Linked DNA regions of Anas platyrhynchos: region 2 is linked to region 1. The links are chromatin contacts, called in public Hi-C maps. All regions are on one chromosome and are shown on one strand. The core of a region is the stretch at or near the end of the contact, and the rest is flanking DNA. Distances in the headings are between cores, read along the strand shown.

Evidence for each region. Hi-C and Micro-C count contacts between places; a contact is called where the count stands out from the background.
Region 2: a contact with region 1 is called in a Hi-C map of skeletal muscle, with 2.3 times the contacts expected there. The contact joins the promoter of PIGN here to the enhancer-like site in region 1. A contact is called at or near these places in 3 of 8 Hi-C or Micro-C datasets (F5 follicle, liver and skeletal muscle).

Annotation. Positions count from the first base shown.
Region 1 is chr2:80,058,767-80,064,775 of IASCAAS_PekinDuck_T2T, reverse strand. It overlaps RELCH (RAB11 binding and LisH domain, coiled-coil and HEAT repeat containing), which reads left to right. Exons shown (of 29, transcript XM_038175614.2): 12 at 194-284; 13 at 4,419-4,490; 14 at 5,311-5,451. Among named protein-coding and RNA genes, the nearest start is that of TNFRSF11A, 30 kb to the right of the region's middle. Within about 2 kb of position 2,760, at least 2 of the 8 cell types and tissues checked have an H3K27ac peak or open chromatin away from gene starts, as enhancers often do.
Region 2 is chr2:80,108,349-80,114,357 of IASCAAS_PekinDuck_T2T, reverse strand. PIGN (phosphatidylinositol glycan anchor biosynthesis class N) reads right to left here and starts at 3,033. Exons shown (of 29, transcript XM_072034992.1): 1 at 2,935-3,033. It overlaps RELCH (RAB11 binding and LisH domain, coiled-coil and HEAT repeat containing), which reads left to right and starts at 3,087. Exons shown (of 29, transcript XM_038175614.2): 1 at 3,087-3,666. The coding sequence starts at 3,171.

The DNA of each region.
Region 1 (6,009 bases), core at 1,511-4,010:
GTAGAAAACAATATAATGGCTTTCAGTCTAAGATTTAGCCTTTCAGTCAGTGCATATGGAGTGAGATTTTGACTGTAGATAATTACCTGTTGCCTGACTATACCTGTTTTTCCTAACCTAAGGAATTAGGACGTCTCATGTTATAGAGCTTCTCTTTATAAACAGATTAAGTTTTTTAAACTTATGTTTTCAGACAGATGATACTGACCGGTTGTGTGGCGTTTGCCCGACATGTTGGACCAACACGTGTAGAAGCTGAGCTTTTACCGCAGTGTTGGGAACAGGTAATGCTTATTTTGTGCTTTACACTAGTAAGTTAGTTACAACTTCATAAACGTTGGGTTTTATTTGCTGAAGGGGAGGTTGTTTTAGTTTTGTTTTTCAATAAATGTCTGTTCAAGGAATTTTTCAGAGATGTATTTGGATGGTCTTTGTCATCATTATGTATACCTTTATGTAACATGGAAAAGAATTCAGAAGCAGAAAATTTGATCAAGTGTATCTGGAGATTCTAGGTATCTGTACATCACGGACCTGCATGTTATATAGAAGTGCAGATAGGCACATCTTCATCAGCAGTGCTGTCTAACCTATTGCCAAGTGGGTGTGTTTATAAATTTCAAACAGTCATTTCCAGACTGTTGGAAATCCATTTGCATTCAAAGATATAACCTGATGACTTTTACATTGTAATTAATAAGTCCTTGGAGCAGTATCCACGCTTCAGCTAGTTTAAATTCTTCAACAGGAAATTAAAGATTAATGTAGTCAGGAGTATAGATGGCTTACACCTCCAAAACCAGCCTGAAGCTTACAATGTGACTTCTAGAATCACAGTGACCTTTTCTACAGATAGTCTGAATTAACAGAAAGAATCGAACAACCAAACTGAATGATCTTTCTGAGACACAGAAACAGAGCAAGATGAGTTTGGGTGAAAATCTTTATTTTTTCTACCATTAGGAAGGAAAGAGATTTCATCACCTAAAAGACAGTGAATAATTAAGCTATGACAAGAGTTGTAATGCTTGTTTTGATGGCCCCGTCTTTCTGGTCTGATAATTGTCTCCTGTTTCTCCACATGCATAACTCAGCCATCTCTGTTTCACAATGAAGTCCAATCTTTAATTGCCTTAACGCTTTCTGACAGTGCAAGTGCATATTAGATGTAGCATTTGTGCTTATGTGTATGACTCATTTATCCGTTGATTAAAGGAAAGACCCACAGCAGTTAAACTCAAACCTTGTTTTGTTTTCTTAGTCCTTCTCATGAAAGTTAAGCAGTGTTAATAGGAACCAGTCTCACTTCAATAAGAGCCCATCTTCATCGTTCCAGTTTCCTGATAATTGCTGATGCACAAGACAAACCAGTCCAACTGTGACAGTGCAGCGTATCAGGCTGCCAAGCCATATGACATCATGCATTTATCTCATGCAGTTTGCCAGACTTTCTTTGCAGTACTGAGCCCAGGTCAGCATTTTCTCCAGCAACATACTAGCTGAATCTCATTGTCACAAAAATGATTTTGTAGAAAGAACTCAAAAGTACCCATACAGTATGATTTTCTACTTTCTCTCAGTAGATGCCCTTAATCCCTTAATCATGAAGGGGTTAATGTAGTTGGGCTCCAACCAAAATGTATTTACAAATGCAAAGGACTGGGCTTTCAGAACAATCAGCATTTTTATCTGCATACTCTGGATCTCAGGCTAGTCTTTGCAATATTTCTACCTGCTGTTCACAGCTCTACATGTAGAATTTTCTGGCTTGCTCATCTGAGTTTAGATCAAGGCTCTGTGGATGCTAAAAGTTCCCTAACAGCTAGCGACCAATTAACCGGTTTCCAAAAAACGTAGTACTACTAATTAAAGACAAAAGAAAAGAAATGATAATCAATTTACAGTTACGTTTACATTGTCATGGACTAGCAATCTTCCCTGAACAAGCGTTAGAGAAACTTGAGTCTTCTTCTATTTTCCTTTCCAGTATGTCAGTATGTCTTTGCAGTAACAGGGGCAATATTTATATTGCCTTGCCACTCTGCCTAAACCGGACGCAATGAGTATTTGCAATTTCCCTCAAGTAGGCAGAGGTTGAGGAAGTGGAGTATATGTCTATTACCAGTATGGACTTTGTGTTTAGAAAGTTGCCACATAAAACTAATGGTATCTTTGGCTTAAGTATTAAAAGCAGCCTGATGCAGGGCCATAGTGTTTGTCATCTATGAAATCTAAATCTCCATGCTTACAAAATATTACAGGTGCCCTGTTGGTGTATGAATGCAAAAAAAATAAAAATAAAAATTATCGAAGACACTCAAGAAATTCTTTCATGCTTGATGGTTCAGTTTGCTTCACATGCATGATATATCTTCAGAGATGTCCCTTCCCAAGATGAAACAAACCCACCTCTCTCAGCTTCCCCCCATATATGAGATGCTCCTATCTCTTAATTGTCTTATCTTTCTGCTGGACTTGCTAAAATGTCCATGTCTCTCTCGCTGGGGAGCCCAGAACTGTACACAGCACTCTAGATTTGGTATCACCAGTGCTGAGGAGAGAAGAAGAACCATTTTCCTTACCTACCCGTTGTGGTCATCCTACTGCTGCCCAGAACACCCTGTACCTTCTTGGCTGTGAGGGTGTGTTGTGAGCTCAGCTTGGGATCCACCAGGCCCTCTGGGTCACTCTGCTGAGCAGCTCTCCAGCCAGTTGGCCCTGAGCCTGGCCCTGTGCATGGAAACTATTTCTCCTTGGGTGCAACACTTTGTTACACATCTTCCTTACTGGCCTTGGAATTACCCCTTGGGGCATTGCACTGGGGACTGACCCCCCTCTGCTGGGCTTCGTGCTTCTGGTCACAACCGTTTGAGCCTGCAGTTAGTTCAGCCTGGTTTCTGTCTGCCTCACTGCGCACTTGTCGAGCCCAGACTTCATCAGTTTATATGTGAAGATGCTATGGGAGGCAGTATCAAAAGCCTTCCTGAAGTCAAGATAAGCAACATCCGCTGCTTTCTCCTTGTTCTCTGAGCCAGTGATCTCATCTTAAAAGGCTATAGGGCTGATCAGTTGTGGGTTTTCCTACCCAAATCCATGCTGACTTGAAGAACATGATTACCAATCACGTTCTTGTGGTTTCTGGGATTAATTGCTCCAATGCTTTTCCAGACAGTGAGGTAAGGCAGACTGATCAGTAGTTCCCTGGATCTTCTGTCTTGTCCTTCATGAAGATAGCGGTCACATTTGGTTTCTTCCAGCGCTCAGGAACCTCCCCCATTGCAACAGCCATTCAGTGTTTGCCAAGAGTGGTCTTGCCATGACAGCATCCAGCTCTCTTAGCATTCAGGGGTGCATCCCACCAAGGTCCATAGACTCCTATGTGTCCAATTTGTTTAAATGTTTCCTAACCTGATCATTTTCTCCCAAGGGTAAGTCTTCCTGGCTCCAAAGTGTCCCATGGTTTTTAGGGACCTGGGATTGCTGAAGAGAAGTCTGCCCGGTAAAGGCCAAGACACAGATGGCAGCACTACCTTGGTCTTTTCCATGGTAAGATAGCTGGTCCTCTGCACAGCAAGAGAAATCGGAATAGTCACACCAAATGCATATCCTGTTTTACCTGACAGGATTAAACTATTCACTTTTCCCTGTCATTGTTTTGCCCTAATTTTTTTTTATTCACAAGGTGTATTGAAACATATTACCTGTTTCTCATTGCACAGCCATTAGTGCTCTTCTCTCACTGGACATTAAAGCTGATTCCACCAGGATGCAAACTTCTTTCAGAAGTGTCAATATCAAATTTCTGTGGCAGAATTTTCAAATGGCCTTTGGAAAGGGAAGGTAGGCAGCACAGGAGTTAGAGGCTCTTGAGGACAGGAGCTGTGCTCAGTCACATCTTAGAGACGTGACACGTTCATGGGAACAGAACTTCAAAAGTATGCAAATACTTTTAGGCTTAGTATTTGTGTCCTCTCCTGACCCTGACTGCTTGGCAAGACCCGGGCAGCTATGCTACAATGGTTGGCTCAGATCACTAGAGGGCACTTGTGTAGTTTGTAGAGGACAAGACATTTCAGGATCTTCCAGCTCCTAAGTTACTCATATTCTTTGGAGAATATTTTCTGAGTCCAGCAACCCATGCACTGCTTTCTATCCGTATTTTTACTGTGTTTCCGTACATGCTTCCCAGCTTCTTCTCTTACAGTAAGCTCTGACTTACAGGAGAAGGCTGTATCTGCCCTGCCTCTATGCCTCAGTGCAAGAATTTGAGGCTGCTTTGTACCCATATGCAACTTTTACAGGCACAGCCAATGTTTATCTAAGAGGTGCACACACATCCCTCTGTTGCAGTTCATTCTAACCACATTTTGAATACTGGTTTCTGCAAAGCAAATAGCCATTCTGTTTCTCCTCACCAGATCAACCACAAATACCCAGAGAGACGGCTACTGGTAGCAGAGTCTTGTGGAGCTCTAGCACCTTACCTTCCAGTAAGTATTAATAATGACTCTTAATACTTTTCATAAAACTTAGATTAAAGTCTGTTGCTTGACATAAACATCTGTTACCTTTTTAAATACAGCCAAGGGTGGATGTTATGTGTAGACAGTCACGTTATCTTCTACTTTGTCACATAGAGGAGGTTCAATAAGGAGGATATGTATTATTATAGAGGAGAGCAGGTCAGTGTAGCTATAACGTGTCTTAACAACCAGTGTGGCCTGATAAAATCATCTTTGCTTCAGAAAACATGAAGTAATTGATCCTAACTACCTTTAAGGAAATCATCACTGAAAAAATAATTGGCACCCAGTAACAGAGTTCTTTGGACACTGTGGAAGGTTTGACATGAAGAGTGCTGCTAGTCAAAAGAGGCAGCAAAGTTTGGTCAGTGGCCAACTAGAATTTGAAGCTTCAGACAAAGATGAAAATAATCGTAATTAAAAACCTACTTCTCCAATTTAGCAATGAAATGATTAAAGATTCTGTTTTAAGTACTCTTCTAAATCTAGGCCTATGGTAGTATTTTGCTGTCAGTTATTTCTGGTACATGTTTCCATATGAGTTAAAGGACTCCAGTTCTGTGCTTAGTAGGACAAAAGGCTCTCTAATGAGGCTACTGAAACTTTATTTTAATTCATCTTCTATTTTGGCAGCTGAATGCATAGTATTCAGAAGGGAATCCATAGTTGGAGGAAGGGATTGTTGTTTGTGAACACTAATAGAAGGGCAAATTATTTATAAAAATTGATATGAACCAGCATGTCTTGTTTATTGGATTTAACAATAATTTTTCTTCTCTGCAAACAGAAGGAAATTCGTAGTTCATTAGTACTTTCCATGCTGCAGCAAATGCTAATGGAAGATAAGGCAGATCTGGTACGAGAAGCTGTGATCAAAAGCCTTGGCATCATTATGGGATATATTGACGATCCAGACAAATATCAACAGGTACAGTTTGAGTTGGGTTCTGTGTCTATGAAATGTGTTTTGTATTTATTTCATGAGCAGGAAATACATAATTTTAAATATTTTTATTAAACAGTTCCTGATACCTTTAAATGTTCATGGTTCATATGGATGCTGATTTTTATTGTATCACTGAGACTGAAAAGAAAGCCTATACTTACAAGTGTCATTAAAACCTTGGGTGTAAGCTTCATACAGAAGCTTCTTTAATAATTCATAATTCACTTTGAAGAAGATAACACTTCATTGCCCACCTGATACTATTAGCCAATTTGAAATCATCATTTGCTAGCAAAGATGCATCTACTGCAACAAAGCCTACCTGTAGTTGTTATTAATGCTAGCTAATAATATTTAAAGTTCTTGAAAGTGAAGAATTTCTCTTCCTGTCATGGTTTTTGAGGGTGGAGTGGTAAAATGTGTTTGTAATAATTCTGATAACTTGACGGTAAAAAAACACTAGCAAGGTTGTTGGACTACATGTTATTTACCTTTGCAGATGAAGTGGGAATGTATGTTGAGAGGCCTCAATATACTACT
Region 2 (6,009 bases), core at 1,784-4,283, 49 kb before region 1:
GTCATATCTCTTATCCCCAAGTTGTGACTTCACTCAGTGGCATTTCTCTCTATTCATTCTCACAAAAACATGAAATACGTCACAAAATTTGAACTTGGATTCCCAAATTTCTAAAATTCTTCTTGGGCTGTAAATGCTTTATTCACCATGCTTCAGACAGCAGGCTCCCAAGCATCCATTGTTCACAGAAATGCTTCAAAACAACAAATCTAGAGAAAAGAAAAAGTAATTGAACTTTTCTCCTCCCAAAGGAAGGAATTATTTCTAACCTCATTGAATCAGTAGGGTTGGAAGAGACCTCCCAGATCATCTGGTGCAACCATCACCCTACTACCAATGTCACCACTAAACCATGTCCCCAAGCACCAGGTCCAACCTTTCCTTGCACACCCCCAGGGACGGTGACTCCACCACCCGTCCCAATGCCTGATCACTAAACAACGCCAGTTCCCTCAGCCGCTCCTCGTAGGACTTGTTCTCCAGGCCCCTCACCAGCTTTGTAGCCCTTCTCTGGACACGCTCCAGGGCCTCCATGTCCTTCTTGTAGCGAGGGGCCCAAAACTGAACACAGCACTCAAGGTGCAGCCTCACCAGAGCCGAGTACAGGGGGACGATCACCTCCCTGGTCCTGGTGGCCACAGTGTTCCTGATACAAGCCAGGATGCCGTTGGCCTTCTTGGCCACCTGGGCACACTGCTGGCTCATGTTCAGCCAAGCATCAATAAGCACCCCCAGATCCTTTTCCTCTGCACAGCTTTCCAGCCACTCTGCCCCAAGACTGTAGTGTTTCACGGGGTTGTTGTGACCAAAGTGCAGGACCCAGCACTTAGTCATGTTGAACCTCACCCCACTGGCCTCTGCCCATTGACACAGCTTGTCCAGGTCCCTCTGCAGGGCCTTCCTACCCTCCAGCAGATCAACACTTTCCCACAACTTGGTGTCATCTGCAAATTTATATGTTCGCCTCTTACTTTGTGGGACATTATCACATTTTTGTTAAGGCTGAAAATATTTCCAAGAGTCCCTTCTGTCCTATTTTTACTTCAGATACATTATAAAGTCAGTTTCTGTGGGTAAAGCTATACCTATATTTAACATACAAAAAAATATATATATTTATAAAATAGCCTATATTAGATCAGGATTCAACAACCCTACGAAAATCAACACAAGAAGAGCAAAGATTGATGTGTTTCTACTCATTTTCTGCCTCAAGAAGTGCACATTTTAAAGTTCATGAAAAAAATATGCATACATTGAAAAACTGGGTTTTGTTTCATACAAAACCAAGTAATAATGATAATAATAAAAACACAAGAAAAAACCCTGAAGGCTGCTTTTTTTTTGTTTGTTTTTCCTCCATACAAGCCCTCCATATTTTGGATACCCAGCTTGACAGAGCTATATTTGGAAACCTTATCTTCTGAAACATATTAAGGTAAGCTATTCTTCAGACAAACAACTTGTACCCTTTAAAGGCAGAAGAAGATTTTAATTCCAGTAAGAAACAATGCATACCTTTTGGAGGCAGAAAAATAAATGAATTTGTAGATGTCTCCATCAGGTAAACCTATTTAATGCCTTGTTTCCAGAACTTCAGCATCTTTTTCTGCCTCACACATCCTTCGTGGTGATGGATGTTTCTTGTAAGGCTTTCTTCTCAAGTCCCTTAAATTAGACTCTTAGAATACCTATTTGTATACTGCAATAAACTATTTTTAAGCATATTGTTATCGTACAAGGCAGTTTAAACACACTTTTCTTCCACTCTGGAATATGTACTTCAGCTGTGTTAACCTTACCCTAGGTGCCAGTAGATTATTTTGGAGCAACTGAAGGACATCAGTGTATATATTGCAATTAATTTCATAAGCCCAAACAAACCTCGTAGGAAGTACTGAAACAGAAGAATATTTTTTGCATTATTTTAGGGGAGAAGAGAAAAATTTAGTCCTTGTTGTAAAACTACAGAGAAGCCAGCAGCAACGCGTACCTTAAAAGCAAGGGAGACTTGTTTAAACCATCTTTAAACTTCAAATCACTTGTAAACATCACAGATCACCACTAGAGGCTGCTACAGGACATCAGTAAGGGGAAAAAAAAAATAAGAGAAAAAAGACCACAAGCAGATGAACTTTTAGTGAGTTCACACTGAGCATCCTTTAACTCTCCAGAAAAGTGACAAGATTTCTGTAACGAAATCCACCACACTGATTCCACCAAAGTACCGAGAGAAAACGCTTTTCTTATTTTTAGTGTATTTTAGTATATTATTTTTAGTTTATTTAGTGTGTTTTAGTGTGTTTTGCCGCTTCATTTTATGCTACAACCCATTCACACTCCCCTACAGCTCACACTCCCCTACTTTTTTCCTATAGACAATATGAAATCAATATATTATGGGAGAAAAAAAGTTTATTAAAGGACAGGTTGATTGCATTTTAAGGAAAATGTATGTAAACTAAATACAGGAGTACCGTTATTTTATAGCATAGCATTATAACACGGATTAACCAGTTTGCAGTTACGGTACTGAGTACTGCTGCACCTAGTAGAGCCCAGTAAAACAAGGTTAGATGTAGCCTTGATAGAGTTTCGATTAATTTGCAGGACGGTCACTTCCACACACCCAGAAACGTGTCTTTTTGCCTCCCTGAGATCCGGCCACGCTTTTATTCGACATTTCAACCCCAGCTTTGCTTCCATCTGCTAGCACGGAGAGAGGAAGGCTCTGGGAGACTTTGCAGCAGCCTTCCAGCACCTAAGGGGTGCATACGAGAGCAGGGAAGGGCCCCAACGAGCCGTGAAACCCCAAATTCCCCCCATGAGCGCGCCCCGCGCCCGGCAGGACCCCCTCCCTCCCCCGCCTCCCACCCGCCCTATCTCCCCCAGCCCCGCTCCCGCCGCGCGCACTGCGCAGGCGCCGCCACTCACTCGCCTCCCGCCGCGCGCCCGGCCAGGTCCCCTTCCGCTTCCGCGGCCCCCCTCAAGCCCCGCCCACCCCCACCAAGCCCCGCCCCCTCCCTCCCAGGCAGCGGGGCCGGTCCCGTTGTCCCGGCGGCTCTCGCGAGAGCGGCGAGCCGGAAGAGGCCGCGGGGCGGGCTGCGGAGCGCAGTGGGCGGCGGGCGGGCGGAGGTGCGGGAGGGCCTCGCCTCGCGTCGCGCCGCAAGATGGCGGCGGGCGGTGGCGGCGGTGTGAATCCCTTCCTCAGCGACTCGGAGGAGGACGAGCCCGGCGGAGGGCGGCACGGCGGCGGCAGCAGCAGCAGCACGGAGCCGGCCGAGCCGCGGCGGGAGGAGCCGGGCAGCCCCGAGGAGCCGCCGGGCCCGCGGGCGGCGGGGGCGCCGGGCGATGGCGGCGGGGCCGGGGCCGGGGCCGGTTCTGGGTCCGGGTCCGGGTCCGGGCCCGGCTCGGCGGTGGAGCCGCCGCGGGTGTCGATGGACGCGATGGCGGCGCAGCTGCTGCGGGACCAGTTCCTGCTGACGGCGCTGGAGCTGCACACCGAGCTGCTGGAGAGCGGCCGCGAGCTGCCCCGCCTGCGGGATTTCTTCTCCAACCCCGGCAACTTCGAGAGGCAGAGCGGCACGCCGCCCGGCGCCTCGGGGGGGCTGCCCGGCAGCCTGCTGGGGGCGGCCGGCGGCAGGGAGCCCGGCCCCGGCCAGCTCAGTAAGTGCCGGGGGGACGGGGCGGGGGCTGAGGCTGCCCTGGGCAGCGCCTGCCCTCCTGGGCACCCCCTCGCAAAGAGGAGCGGGCGTGCGGCGTGGTGAGAGGGCTGCCGGAGCCGCCACCCATTCATTTGGAGCCTCGCGGGGTGGCTGAGGCTGGGAGGGATCCCCAGGGATCAGCTGGTCCCGCAGGGTGACGCAGAGCAGGCTGCGCAGGGGCACCCAGCAGCTGTCAAAATGTGGCTGTCAGTGCGGTGCTCAGGTCTGCAGGACGGGCCTCAGTTACACGGGTACCACCCCATCGCACACAACTAACACAGTGCTTCCAATAACCAGGTGCTTCTACTCTTGGGCTATCCGTTTCGGGGATCCCCACTCGGTGGGGGGAAATATACCGGGCTAGCGTGCCTACTGGAAGCAGTGAGGGTGTTTCAGAAGTGGCATAGCTGGCCTGAAAAGCTTTTAGGTTTTAATAGTAGAGCGGGTGGTTTAGAATAGAATTACTTGTGTGATTTAACAGTATTACTGTTGAGAACAGCAGAGGTTTAAAAGCCTGGTAGCTAATGGAAGTGGCGCTGAGAGAGAGAGGAGTTGCCCAGACACCTGACTTCTGAGGTCTTAATGAGCTCCTGGACAGCATTGAAATGAAAGGTGTTTTTTTCAAAATACTGTTGAAAGGTTTATCTGTATGCGTATTCTAAGATACCTAGTGGCCTCCTGCACGTAGTCCTGTACTTTGGTTGACTTCAGAAAGTGTCCAATGTTGCAAAGACATGCAGTTAGACTTAAAAATTGGAAAGAACTGGTGGTATCGAGATGGCTTGGATAACAGGAGGCATCTAGGCTTTCAGCTTTTATCGTTTTTTCAATGTATTTTAAAAACTGGATGGAATTCTTCTTTAATTCTTACCATGTTGTTTATATGCTGCTTGTCTTGCTTACAAATGCTTAGAATTTCATACTTGGCTTTGTCCTACCGAGAGCTTCAGTGTTGTTGCTTTCATGATAAGATTGGTGAACGCTCATGCTTCAAGGCTATGGGCCAACAAAAATCTCTGTTTCCTTAAAAGCAGCTTTCTTGGGGTTTCCAATCGATTCATCCAATTGACTAAACATTCTCCTCTTTTTTTTTTTTAACGTGTTGTTTCCAGTTGTGGATGATGTACATTCTCCAGTGGGATTAGGAGAACAGCAGCCTGTGTGACTGCTGTTACACACCCCAAAAAATGGGGAGCAATGCACATTGATGTGAGAACATCTTTCTAATCATTGTGCTGACCTGCTGAATGCATGGCAGCAGGGTGACACAACTATTAAACAAGGGGGGAAGGAGGTGAGGAGAGGAGGGGGATGTATTTCTGGAGCAGTGTAACAATACTGAGGCGTGGCAAAAGTAAACATGTTAAACCTTATGTTAAAGGTTACATAGAAGTGTCTTGAAATCCAGTATCTATAACAGAAGTTGTGTGCTTTTTTTGTCTCAAAGGCATTTCAAAAGGCAATTAACATTGAGTGACGTTGATAGGTGTCAGATCCAGAACAATGAGAAAAATGTATTTTTGCACAGCTCAAGTAGATTTTCGAACTTTTTTTCTCATCAGATTTCTTGAGATGTGGAGGTCTAGTGCAGAGCTAGTGATTTGTGTCAGTGCTGCGCAGCCTGAGGCTGGTTAATGTTAACGAGAACTGATAAGGACTCATGCCTCTGAATTTAAGCCAATATCCAAGTGTTAAAATTGATGGCAGAAGATTGATGGGCTGAAAATTGTAAGGTCCTCACAAGAATTCCTTTCATTTTCTTCTTCAGCAGCTGGTATTGTATTTGGTCAGATAAATAACCCACAGGTCTGATCCAGCAGTGAGGGAGTGTTTTCCTAAGCTATCTGTGAAGCCAGAATGAGTTTGAGCATAAAACTGTAGTTTTCTTTACAGAAACTATTGATGTAGAAGGTAGTGGAATTTGGTATGATTGACATTTCAAGGTCACTTGAATTTTGTGCCTCAGTGGGGGGAAAAAAAAAACAAAACACACACGTTCAGAATAACGAAAAAGTTGTGTTGATACCTAAAATCAGAATTCTTTCTCAGCACAGGCCCTGCACCTGCTGTCCCCTACTCCCAAGTTAGATGACTCTGGTTGTGTGGTGAGGCTTTCCCTAGGCTGGTGGCTGTAGAAAAGGTGACTGGCGCTGAATGTGAAGCATGTCTGGAATGCTGCCGGAGGATTTCCAGGGAGCAACAGGCAGCTTTGCACTGTATGTGCATTCATACGCAGAATGGGAGAATTTCACTGCAACTGGGCATCGTCGGGTCTTGGTGTTTCAGGCAAGCTAAAATATGAGTC